2 separate regions of the Macaca mulatta genome follow, and region 2 is linked to region 1. Evidence: chromatin contacts called from public Hi-C data. All regions are on one chromosome and are shown on one strand. The core of a region is the stretch at or near the end of the contact, and the rest is flanking DNA. Distances in the headings are between cores, read along the strand shown.

Region 1 (6,536 bases), core at 1,632-4,131:
TGGCTAATTTTTATATTTTTAGTAGAGATAGGGTCACCTTGTTGGCCAGGTTGGTCTCGAACTCCTGACTTCAGGTGATCCACCTGCCTCAGTCTCCCAAAGTGCTGGGATAACAAGCGTGACCCACCATACCTGGCCAAAGACCCCACTTTTTTTTTTTTTTGAGACAGGGTCTCGCTCTGTCACTCAGGCTGGAGTGCAGTGGCACAATCTTGGCTCACTGCAACCTCCGCCTCCCGGGTTCAAGCGATTCTTCTGCCTCACTTCCTGAGTAGCTAGGATTACAGGCACATGCCACAGCGCCCGTCTAATGTTTTGTATTTGTAGTAGAGATGTGGTTTCACCATGTTGGCCAGGCTGGTCTCGAACTCCTGACCTCAAGTAATCCACCTGCCTCGGCCTCCCAAAGTATTGGGATTACAGGCGTGAGCCACTGCGCCCTGCTGACCTCTTAAAAAAAAAAAAAGAAAAAAAAAAGAAAAAAAATTCGGGAAAAAAATGAAAAAAAAAAAAACAACAGTAAAAAGTAATACAAATTTTAAAAATACATTATGTACACTGTATTAGCTATCAGTAACCCAGGCCAGGCAGGGTGGCTCAGGTCTATAATCCCAGCACTTTGAGAGGCCAGTGGGTGGATCACTTGAGGCCAGGAGTTTGAGACCAGCATGGCCAACATGTTAAAACATCTCTACTAAAAATACAAAAATTAGCCAGTGGCCATGTGGGGTGGCTGATGCCAGTAATCGCAGCACTTTGGGAGGCCGAGGTGGGTAGATCACTTGAGTCCATGAGTTCCAGACCAGCCTGGTCAACATGGTGAAACCTCGTCTCTACTAAAAATACAAAAATTAGCAGGGCATGGTGGCACATCCTTGTAATCCCAGCTACTTGGGAGGCTGGCGCAGGAGAATCGCTTGAACCCGGGAGGCGGAGGTTGTGGTAAGCCGAGATCACATCCCTGTACTCCAGCCTGGGAGACAGGTGAGACTCTGTCTCAAAAACAAAACAAAATTAAATTAAATAAAAAAAAAAAATTAGCCGAGTGTGGTGGCTAATTTAGCTAAAATTAGTCACATGCCTGTAATCCTAGCTACTTGGTTGACTGAGGCAGGAGAATTGCTTGAGCCCAGTAGGCAGAGGTTGCAGTGAGTCGAGACTGTGTCACTGCACTCCAGAACACAGTGAGACTCTTGCCTCAAAAAAAAAAAAAAAAAAAAAGCTATTAAGTAATCCAAAGAGAATTTAAATTACATAGGCGGAAGGAGTACAGATGATATGCAAATACCACAACCATTTTATATAAGGGACTTCAGCAGTCTCAGATTTAGGCATCTGTGGGAGTCCTGGAACCAACCCCCTAAGGACACTGAGAGACAACGATACCTGGTTTGTCAAACTGTTGCGGGGAGCTCGTAAATACCAAATGTAGTCCAACACATGCTAGATAAAACTCACCTAATACAAATTCTAATTACTTTATCTTGGTTCCCCACCATTACCTCCTTCTTTGCCAAAAGTGCCTGCTTTGCCTGGGTGGCTTTGAGGGCTTGATAAGCCTTCCTCTTTTTCAGCAGATTTTCTGGAACCAAAGGGATTTTTCTTTGCCTGATGCAGAAAATTGAGATCAGAGATAACATTTAGAAAACGAACACTTGAGGCCGGGCGCGGTGGCTCAAGCCTGTAATCCCAGCACTTTGGGAGGCCGAGACGGGCGGATCACAAGGTCAGGAGATCGAGACCAGCCTGGCTAAATACGGTGAAACCCCGTCTCTACTAAAAAATACAAAAAACTAGCCGGGTGAGGTGGCGGGCGCCTGTAGTCCCAGCTACTCGGGAGGCTGAGGCAGGAGAATGGCATAGACCCGGGAGGCGGAGCTTGCAGTGAGCTGAGATGCGGCCACTGCACTCCAGCCTGGGCGACAGAGCGAGACTCCGTCTCAAAAAAAAAAAAGAAAAAGAAAAAGAACACTTGGCTGGGCGCGGTGGCTCAAGCCTATAACCCCAGCATTCTGGGAGGCCGAGGTGGGGGGGGGAATATCACCTGAGGTCAGGAGTTCGAGACCAGCCTGACCAACATGGTGAAACCCGTTTCTACCAAAAATAAAAAATTAGCTTGGCGGGGTGGCGCACGCCTGTAATCTCGGCTACTCCGGAGGCTGAAGCAGGAGAATCGCTTGAATCCGGGAGGCGGAGGTTGCAGTGAGCCGAGATTTCGACACTGCACTCCAGCCTGGGCGACATAGCAAGATTCCGTCTCAAAAAAACAACAACAACAACAAAGAAAACGAACATTCAATGGATTTCCAAACCAAGTCAATATCCTGGGCTTCAGGGAACATTACTGTTTTCAAGTGTCTGAAGAAAGATTCCCCTGAAACCTGCGGTTTCTGACTCCAGGCCTCAAAATGTACCCCTAATATTCACTCATCCCCAATGCCTCAAAAAGTAATGAGCCCTTTAGCCTCTGCGTTCCTGTAAGTTAACAGGATTTTCACTGCCACAGCTCTTCATAGGCACTAGCAGCGACGAATCTAGTAAAACCCCATGGGGTTGGGGTGGGTGCAGACCTATCTGCAGGGTTAATACTTGTCAGGCTGGGTGAATTCAACTGTGGCACTCCAGCCCGCTGCCTGAAGTCAATCCTCGCCTCTCTAGATAACCCGAAATTGACCGCGGTCCCCTCCCTCCTCCGCCACAGCGCTACGGCTCCTCATCCCCAACCTTTGTAAACTGTGGCCTTTTCTATTCCTAGAGCCCACAAGAATCCGCCACCGAGGCATAAACACCGTGGATGGCACCAGATACTCAACACCCAATTCCAGATATTCAAAGCCCCACTCACTCTTGCTCCGCCATCTTTCTAGTGGTGCAGCTACTGATCATGCGCAACCCCAACACATGCGGAAGACAGCACTCGCTCTGTTTCCTTGACCATAGAGATGTCTGTTCTAACTCACGCTGGAGGACCCAGACAGTCAGCGTTCACTTAGCCGCAGTGAGCCGCTGAGGTCCTGCTAACCCCGATTCCTGCCAAAAGTTGCAGCGCTTCCAGGGTTTTTAGAGCCTGTATCATTTTCAAAACCCAGCCCTTTTTTTTGTAAGTTACAGTTTCATCACAAACAGCTTGGCTGTGGACAATGAAGTGCTTCCCACAATGCACCTATGGCGTCCGCTCTAGCGAAGGCGCCGCACTTCCGGCGCGGCTCTGCTGCGTCTCTGAGGAGGAAGACAGACAAATTGCGGGAAACCTTTTCGCTCTGTGGAAAAATTTGGAGGCTATGGTTTTGGCTCTCACATGTAGGTGCAAGTGTTTGTTGAGGACTTAGAGTGGTAAAACAGGTAGCTGCGATTCCGTCAGCTTGGCTCCGTCGATGGATCCTTGAAGACGTTATTTAACCCCTCTGTACTGCGGCTTCATTACCCATAAAATGGGTATACAGTAATAATAGGTCTACCTAATGGCGTTACGAGGATTACAGGAGATTATATAAAGCGTAAAGCGTTTAGCAGTGTCTGTCAGCACTATGTTTGTTACTATTACTGCTGGACCGAAAACTACAACTTGCTTCCTTGCCATCTAAAACCGTTATACAGACCGGGCGCGGTGGCTCACGCCTGTAATCCCAGCACTTTAGGAGGCCAAGGCGGGAGGATCACCTTAGGTCAGGAGTTCGAGACCAGCCTGGCCAACATGGCGACAGAGCAAGACTCCGTCTCAAAAAAAAAAAAAAAAAAAGGAATGAAAATAAAACCCTTATACAGCTGTCATCACCTGGAATATGCGTTCTTCCCTCCCGGTCTATATAAAATCCTGAAAAAGTAGGCCGGAGCCGGTGGCTTTCACCTGTAATCCCAGCACTTTGGGAGGCCAAAGCAGGTGGATCACTTGAGGTCAGGAGTTGGAGACCAGCCTGGCCAAGATGGTGAAACCCCGTCTCTACTAAAAATACAAAAAGTTAGCTGGGCGTGGTGGCTCGCGCCTGAAGTCCCGGGAGGCGGAGGCTGCATGAGCCCAGTTTGTGCCACTGCACTCCAGCCTGGGCGACAGAGCGAGAGTGTCTCAAAAAAATAAAAAAATAATTTTTTTAAATTAAAAATCCTGAAAAACAACACAAGTCTTATCTCCGCAAACCTCCAGAGCAGGGCTTCTCAAGCATTAATAGTGAATAGGAGTCATCTGAAGATTTTACTAAAATACAGATTTTTATTCAGGAAGCCGGGTGGGGAGTTGATATTCTGCATTTTTTTTTTTTTTTTTTTTTTTTTTTTGAGATGGAGTCTCGCGCTGTGTCACCCAGGCTGGAGTGCAGTGGCGCGATCTCGGCTCACTGCAAGCTCCGCCTCCCAGGTTCACGCCATTCTCCTGCCTCAGCCTCCGAGTAGCTGGGACTACAGGCGCCCGCCACTACGCCCGGCTAGTTTTTTGTATTTTTAGTAGAGACGGGGTTTCACCATGTTAGCCAGGATGGTCTCGATCTCCTGACCTCGTGATCCACCCGCCTCGGCCTCCCAAAGTGCTGGGATTACAGGCTTGAGCCACCGCGCCCGGCCTTTTTTTTTTTTTTTTGAGATGGAGTCTTGCTTTGTCCCCCAGGCTGGAGTGCAGTGGCATGATCTCGGCTCTCTGCAAGCTCTGTCTCCCGGGTTCACGCCATTCTCCTGCCTCAGCCTCCCGAGCAGCTGGGACTACAGGCGCCCACCACCATACCTGGCTAATTTTTTGAATTTTTCGTAGAGACGGGGTTTCACCGTGTTAGCCAGGATGGTCTCGATCTCCTGACCTTGTGATCCGCGCGCCTCAGCCTCTCAAAGTGCTGGGATTACAGGCGTGAGCAACTGCGCCCGGCCAATATTCTGCATTTTTAACAGGCTTCAGAATGACACTGGTGCTACTGGTCTATGGGCTGACTAGTAAGACTCTAGTGTCTGATTTCCCTCAGGACATTATTATATATTTAATATTTCTTCCACACGATACTAGGAGGTCAGGAACCATGACTGCTTGCTCATCACTGATCCTAAGGGTCTAGCACCAATTTCTCGATTTTGGCACTATTGATACTGATACTGGTGGCAGCTAAAGGCCTCGTGTTGCCATGTAACTAGTCCAACCGGAAAGACTGCCATGGGCACAGGTCACTTTCTGATGAATAAGTGTCAGGACAACCCAGTATTCAGGGTCACACACTGAAAGAGGGAGGCCCATTCTCTTTCAGCACCTCACCGTGTGTCTTTGTAAAGAGGCAAAATACAAGGGTCATCAAAGTGTAAGACATTCACTAAATAGTAAACAAAAAAGCAAAAAGTTAAATGTTTTGTGATTTTTTCTGTCTATGGATAAAAGGTAGAGTCTGTGGTATCAATAATATTAAAGGGAGGAGGAATTTTAGGGTTAACAATACTCCAGCCGGGCCCCGATGGCTCACACCTGTAATCCCAGCACTTTGGGAGGCTGAGGCGGGCAGATCACTTGAGCTCAGGAGTTCAAGACCACCCTCAGCAACATGGCAAAACCCTGTCTCTACTAAAAATATAAAAATTAGCCGAGCATGGTGGCATATGCCTGTAGTCCCAGCTACTTGGGAGGCTGAGGCACGATAATTGCTTGAACCTGGGAAGCAGAGGTTGCAGTGAGCCGAGATTATGCCACTGTACTCCAGCCTGGGCAACAGAGCCAGAATCTGTCTCAAAACAACCCCCAAAAAACCAGTACTGTAAGGCTGAATGGGATCGAGGCCAGGATTCAGGAAATGGTTTTCTACTGCCAGCAGATGGTGCTAGGAGAATACTTATTCTCAGCGCCAACGCCATTACTCCACCAGACTGACACAGGGAGAAAGAAAAGAGCCCCACTCTTAAACAATTATTCATTAACTGAATATGTGTTTACTGAGCATTGAGCATGTGTCCTAGATCTTTTTTTCAAAGTGAGGTTACTGAGGTCGGGTGTGGTGGCTCATGCCTGTAATCCCAGCACTTTGAGAGGCTGAGGCAGGCAGATCACCTGAGGCCAGAAGTTCAAAACCAGTCTGACCATCATGGTGAAACCCCATCTCTACTAAAAATACAAAAATTAGCTGGGTGTGATGGTGCATACCTGTAATCCCAGCTACTTGGGAGGCTGAGGCACAAGAATTGCTGCACTCCAGCCTGGGTGACTGAGTGAGACCCTGTCTCAAAAAAAAAAAAAAAAAAAAAAAAAAGAAAAAAATTCCAATCCTCTTGTGAACTTATCTCTTCTTCATCATGTACAGTTGGGCGGCTGTTGGGAGGATACCAAATCCGAACGTTTCCCTCTAATACTTAAAGTAAAGTAGTCTTTGGAAGATCTTTTCAATTCTTTTAATCACCCTATTGGGAGTGGGTATGAGATGCTAAATTTCTCTGTGATTTTGAATTTTGAGCGATGAGTGATGATGGCACAAAGTATGAGATTTGAGACAAGACTTTTTTTTTTTTTTTTTGAGACAAAGTCTTGCTCTGTCGCCCAGGCTGGAGTGCAATGGTATAATCTTGGCTCACTGCAACCTCTG
Region 2 (6,536 bases), core at 1,667-4,166, 100 kb after region 1:
TGTATCTGTATCACACTGGAATCACCTGGAAAGTTTTGGAATGAATACTAGATCTTTGGGTATAGCGGGTGCAAGGTGGGCCAGAATGTCAACACTGAACATCAAGAAGTTGGAGCGCCTGACACACAATTAAAGGACCCCATTGGCCCTAGCAAATGATGGTGGAAGAGGTGATGTTACAAATCTCTATTTAAAAACATCTCCCAAGTTAATTCTGATGCTCAGATTTGGAAACCACAGGTGTAGGGGGAAAAACACAGCTTTCGTTATCCAATGGCAACTTTACTAAAAACTGCAAGACCTCGAACAATTACTATACTTCTGTGAACGGTAGTTCATTCCCCGGTAGACAGATCATAAAATCACTATTTCAGGGCTGATATAATAGAAATTATACAAAGCATCAAGCACAGTTTCTGGCATACAGATGTTCAATGAGATAGGTCTTATTAAATGGTCTAAAACATCCACTATGTATATTTATAAACACAAGGACACACCTACTGGCACCACTGTGTTATTTTTCTATACTAGAAATTAACTACTTACTTTCCATGTCTGCGGACTTCTAGAGAAATCAGAGCTTTACAAATCTTTCCCCTCCTCTTTTCAGTAACAATGTAAACGTTAAACCCCTCCCCCATCTCTAACACAGATACTTACTACCAACAGATACTTACATGGATGCTTTTAGGAAAATAATGCAGTTTTGCTTTTTAGAAGAGTTTCAGAGTGTTTTAAAGCATATTTAACTTTTCAGATCAGCGTTCTAAGAAACTTTTAATTCACTGCCATTTGAAGTAATATGAAAGCCAACAAGAAGTTTCAGAAAACTGGAACCCATCACCTTCTCAATCTGACTAGTAAATGTCTCCTCATGGTTGTTTTAGAGTAAAACTAAGAAACGAAGCGTAGGGTGCCCACAAGAGAACCATGTTACGGGAAGGCAGACAGACAATGTCCTGGACTCTTTTTTTAGTTTTGTAACCTGGTTGGACTCTACTTCCAATAACTGGAGAATGAAGGAAAAGCCTCAATGCCCTGCCCCCAAGCCGGGCCAGAGAAGACAAAGGCGTCCACTCTCAGATGGCAGGAGAGAAATGGCAGAAGCGCCTCACCTCCAATTTTGACTGGGAGGAGTGGGGGTGCGGGGTCAGGGAGGGAACCCATCAGCCGCGAGGCTCGACGCCCAGTCCCCTTCTTCCATCACAAGTGGGAAGGAGGAAGAAGCTGACCCCAGCCCTTCCCGCTCCGAGCTGGCGGCCTCGTCTTTTGGGTCTGGGGCCGTGGGGAAGGAGAAGGCCGCGCGACCCCAGTCCCATCTCCAGAATTCAGCACCCTGCTCTCGGCTCCCGCTGGCCCCGGGCCTCGCGGCGCCCTGGTCAGCGACATGTCCTCGGAGGGCGCCGCCCGCGCCGCGAGAAAGATGGCGCCCGCCGAGCAACTGCGCCACCAGCCCTGGCGACAGGCCAGGCCCAGCGCCATCTTAGCGCCTTCCAACCGCACCCCCCACCCAAGATCCCGCATTCGGGGCGACTCGGGGGGCGCGAATAGCATCAGGCCCGCGCGCACTCGGCCAAAAAAGCGCCGTCCCAGCCACACAGCTCTTCTGGCCAGCGCGGCGGACAACACGGGCCTCGTAGGAAACGCCCGGCTGGGCCGCGAGTCCTCCGCCCGGCTGGGGACTCAGCCGGACCCGGCCGCGGATCCTCCGCGTGGCTGGGGGCTCGGCCGGATCCGACCGCGGATCCTCTGCGGTGCTTCAGAAGGCAGCGAGCGGCTGGGAAAGGGCAGTCCCGCGGCAGGTGCGCGCCGCCGCCGCGGGCTCGGAGCGGGGCCAGGGCGACTCGCCGGCCCCGAGCTCTCCCCGCCGCAGCCCGGACCTGCTTTCCTCGCCGCGGCCGCCCGCAGATGCGGCGGGAAGGACGAAGCCAGGATGAAAAATAAACCCCGTCTCCGCCGCCTCCCTCCCCACCCTTTCCCCTCCCCCTCCCCAGACGCGGGGTCCATTTTGCCGAGAAGAAAGAAAATGTGATTCACACCCTAGAGCTTCCGAGAGAGAAAAGAAACGAGGGGGGGAAAACAGAGGGGAGGAGATTGGAAAAGCTTATTTTTCTTCCTCGCCCGCCGTCACTCCAGGCCCTCCCTGCCCCCTGCTCGCGGCCCCGCCGCGCCGTCTTCCCCTCGCCGAGCCCTGCTCCCTCCTTCCCGGCTCCCGGCGGCTCCGGGGGGCGGAAAACACACTCACACTCGCGCACACAACTAATTTTAAACCGGCTCAATCAATGAGTCATTAAAAGGCTTCCCTCCCCTCCCCTCCCCACCACCAACCGCCACGCCACCCCCTTCCCGGGCTCTCCCTCTCCCCGCTCCAGAAATTTGCATCCGCGGAAAAGAGAAAAAAAAAAAAGGAAAAAGAAAGGCGCCGGGCCCCCACCTCGCCGAGGCGCCCCCGGCCCGGCCTCGCCGCCCCCTGCCCGCCTGCGCCCCCGCCCGAGACACTGAACTTGGTCTTCCCGGGGCCCCGGCAGCGCTGGGAAAGGCATAAACACTCGATTCCCCTTTTCTCCGTGTCCATTAAACATCCACCCACCACCACCATCACCCACCCACAAACCCACCCCCCCCAAAAAAAAAAAAAACACAGCCTTAGCCAATAGCTCTCTGGGCTGAAACCTAATATCCTGGTTTTGGCAACTCGGTGTTTAATTTGCTCCTCTTTCTTTTCTGGCTGGAGACAGATCTCCAGCCCCCCCTCCCTCGCTTTTCCCCTCCCCGAAGGAAAGAGGCAGAGGAAGGAGGTTGTGTGTTTTTTTTTTCTCCTTGAAATTTTTATCACAAAATTATAATACACTCAAAGGGAAACTCACCGTCATGAAAAAGCAGTGCCTTGTCAACGGGGTTTCTGCGCCATCGCAACAGGGGCGGCGGCGGCGGCGGCGGCGGCGGGCGCGGGGCGCGGGGCGCGAGCGCGGGAGCTCCCGGCCGAGCGGCGCCGGCCACACGCGCTCCGCTCTCTCTCTCGCTCACCCCCGCGCCGGGCGGCGGGCGCCCGCTCCCCGCGCCCGCCCGGCCTTCATGCTCTGCGCCCGGGCAAACCGCTCGCCTGCTCCTCTACCTCCAAACTTCGGTTCTCGCCTGGCAAAAAATGTGGAGATTAGGATTTTTTTAATTAAAAATTTTTTTTTTTTTTTTTTTTTTTTTTGGTAAATCAAGCTCCAAGGATGTTCATTCCTGTTTCCTTTGGGATTCTTTTTAACTTCAGAAATGTACTGGTTTATTCAAGAAAGTTTTATTTGGCTTTAAAAAAAAATTATTAAGATCCACGAGGTGCGTGCTAATTCTCTTGCAGGCTCTCTCTCTACACACACACACACACACACACACACACACAGTTTTAGCTTGACACGCGAACGGGGAAGATTAAAGACAAAAAAAAAAACCTACAAGATTTGTTTAGAACTCTAATTAGAGCAAGCCTCAGTAAATACGTTTTGCATATGCTTTTTAAAAACCAAAACCACTTTTAACTTAGTTATTAGGCAAATAACTGGTTCGTCCTAACTTTTAAATGTACTAAGCTTTCCTTTGCAACACTCTTTCTCCATTCCAAAATTCGTGAAACCTTACCTGTGAAGCCCATATGTGAACATTAAAAAGGAAAACAAAAAACTTTAGTGACCAAAAGGAAGGTGAGGCAGAGTAAATCACTCTCAAAACATTCTACTGCCTTCTCTTTATGTAGATACCTTTTATCTCCATATTTGCGGAATTTTCATTACATAACCCCCTCATTCTTAAAAGAGAGCTAGTCAATCTTTTAACATTCTTTGGTCCAAGTATAACTACCACCCATTTTTTAATCTGAAATCTCAAATTGTTGAAACTTCTCTGTATCCAAAGCATTTAAATTATGTGGCCCAGGGCGGGCGCGGTGGCTCACACCTGTAATTCCAACACTTTGGGAGGCCGAGGCGGGTGGATCACCTGAGGTCAGCAGTTCGAGACCAGTCTGGACAACATAGTGAAACCCTGTGTCTATTAAAAATACAAAAATTAGCTGGGCGTGGTGGTGGGCTCCTGTAATCCCAGCTACTCGGGAGGCTGAGGCAGGAGAATCGCTTGAATCTGGGAGACAAAAGTTGCAGTGAGCCGAGATCGGGCATTGCACTCTAGCCTGGGCGATGGAGCAAGACTCAAAACAAACAAAACAAAACAAAACAACACAACAATATTATGTGGCCTGGAGTGAGAGCAGGTGCCTTTGTAGTCTAGGTTAACTACAAATGCCCACAAAATATACTGGGGGTTTTGTTGTTGTCTTTTATTTTAAATAAACATCAAGGATAGGTAAAAGGTGAATTGTACAGAATGTAATTCAGGTTTTAAAAAATACATATTAAGCCTCAGAAATGTTATAAATTGTTTTAAAATCATTCGTAATACATATAGCAATAGGATCCTGCTGATAAACAGAATGCTCAGCTGCTCTGCCTATGGAGTAGCTGTTCTCAAACGGCTCAAACCCATCTCTCCCAGATATTTGGTGACTTCTCAATAAAACTCTCCCTAGATTAAAATTATTTAAGTGAAATTATTGTATGGTTTCTATATCCCCTCAGCATTAATAAAAACATAAAGGTAGTACACCTTTCTTGCATATATAAGGATACTGTAACTAGACTATGTTGCATAAATTAAATCTGTTGAGGCTGGCATACAATGTTGTCATAGTCAATACAGAAGATCTTTTTAGTTAGGGTACAGTAGTTCAAGCCTATAATCCTAGCACTTTGGGAGGCTGAGGGAGGAGGATCATTTGAGGTTAGAAGTTTGAGACCAGTTTGGACAACACGGCGTGAGATCCCATCTCTAAAAAAAAAATTAAAAATTAGCCAGGTATGTGTGGCACATGCCTGTAGTTCCAGCTACTGGGGAGGCTGAGGCAGGAGGGCTGCTTGAGCCCACAAGTTGGAGGTTGCAGCGAGCTATGGGTAGTTTGACAGAGTGAGACCCTGTCTCTAAAAGATAATAAAAAAGATCTGGCTGGGTGCAGTGGCTCACGCCTGTAATCCCTTTGGAAGGCCGAGATGGGAGGATTGCTTAAGGCCAGGAGTTCACGAGCAGCCTGGCCAACATGACAAAACCCCGTCTCTACCAAAAATACAAAAATTAGCCAGGCATGGTGGCATGCGCCTATAGTCCCAGCTACTAGAGAGAGGCTAAGGCACAAGAATCACTTGAGATTGCGCAAGAGAGCAAGACTCTGTCTCAAAAAACAAAGAAAAACACCATATCTTGTTCTGGTACTGCCATTCTATCATTCATAATGTATGCTTTATATTTAAATGTGCCTTAAAAATACATTCAGTGATTTAGTATCACACAGTATCATCGAGGTGTTTTCTCAGATATTTTGCTTCAAATGTATCCAAGGGCTTCTTGGAACAGTAATCTTTGCATAAATTAGCATATTTCTCTACACTTGATGGTTGGACCAACCAGTTTTCTAATTGGCTTGGAAAATTTTTTAAACATGTTTTAAGGTGCCTTTGGATTGGCTGGGATGTAATTATAATACCCATTTTAAGAATTACATTTCAAGAGTCCATATATTATGCATTGCAATTAGGACCCACCAAGCAAGTTTTACAGCTGTTGCTCCACAGCTCCAATGATATATGTGTGTGTGTGTGTGTATTTTTTTTTTTTTTCTTGAGACAGATCTCCCTCTGTCACCCAGGCTGAAGTGGAGAGGCATGATCATATCTCACTACAGCCTGGAACTCCTGGGCTCCAGGAATTCTCTAGCCTCAGCCTTCCTAGTAGCTGGGAATATAGGTGAACACCAGCACACTCAGCCAATTTTTCAGTTTTTTAGAGACAGGGGTCCAGCCTGACCAACATGGTGAAACACCATCTCTACCAAAAATACAAAAAAAAAAAAAAAAAAATTAGCCAGGCGTGGTGACAGGTGCATGTAATCCCAACTACTCAGGAGGCTGAGGCAAGAGAATTGCTTGAACCCAGGAGGTGGAGGCTGCAGTGAGTTGAGATTGCGCCATTGCACTCCAGCCTGGGCGACAGAGTGAGACTCCATCCCCACCTCACCCCGCAAAAACCAAGAGACAGGGTCTTGCTTTGTTGCCACGGTGGGTTTTGAACTCCTGGGTTAAGTGATCCTTCCGCCTCAGCCTCTCAAACTGCTGGCATTACAGTTGTAAGCCACGGTGCTGGGCCCTCCAGTGAAATAGTAATGGATTTCAGAAAGCTGTCCTCTCAAGTCAGCCACAATTGCAAGGAAACTGAAATCTGACTTTAAAAATGACCTAACAAAGCTGAATTTATATACTCATAAAGAGCTTAGGGCATTGCAGGCTTTTTAAAGATAATGTCCAAATACAAGAACATCAACATTTATTGAAGGTCTTCTAAGTGCCACCAGGCATTATGCTAGATGCTTATACACATTATCATATGAACTTTCACTCAAACCCGAAGAATAAGGTTTAATTATCTGGATTTTGTAAAAGAGG

The links. Hi-C and Micro-C count contacts between places; a contact is called where the count stands out from the background.
Region 2: a contact with region 1 is called in a Hi-C map of fetal cortical plate, with 2.2 times the contacts expected there. The contact joins the promoter of BICRAL here to the promoter of RPL7L1 in region 1. A contact is called at or near these places in 3 of 14 Hi-C or Micro-C datasets (fetal cortical plate, fibroblasts and liver).

Annotation. Positions count from the first base shown.
Region 1 is chr4:139,254,238-139,260,773 of T2T-MMU8v2.0, forward strand. It overlaps RPL7L1 (ribosomal protein L7 like 1), which reads right to left and starts at 2,882. Exons shown (of 6, transcript NM_001193633.1): 1 at 2,846-2,882; 2 at 1,503-1,608. The coding sequence starts at 2,859.
Region 2 is chr4:139,354,992-139,361,527 of T2T-MMU8v2.0, forward strand. BICRAL (BICRA like chromatin remodeling complex associated protein) reads right to left here and starts at 2,917. Exons shown (of 12, transcript XM_028847558.2): 1 at 2,871-2,917. It also overlaps the pseudogene LOC100428306.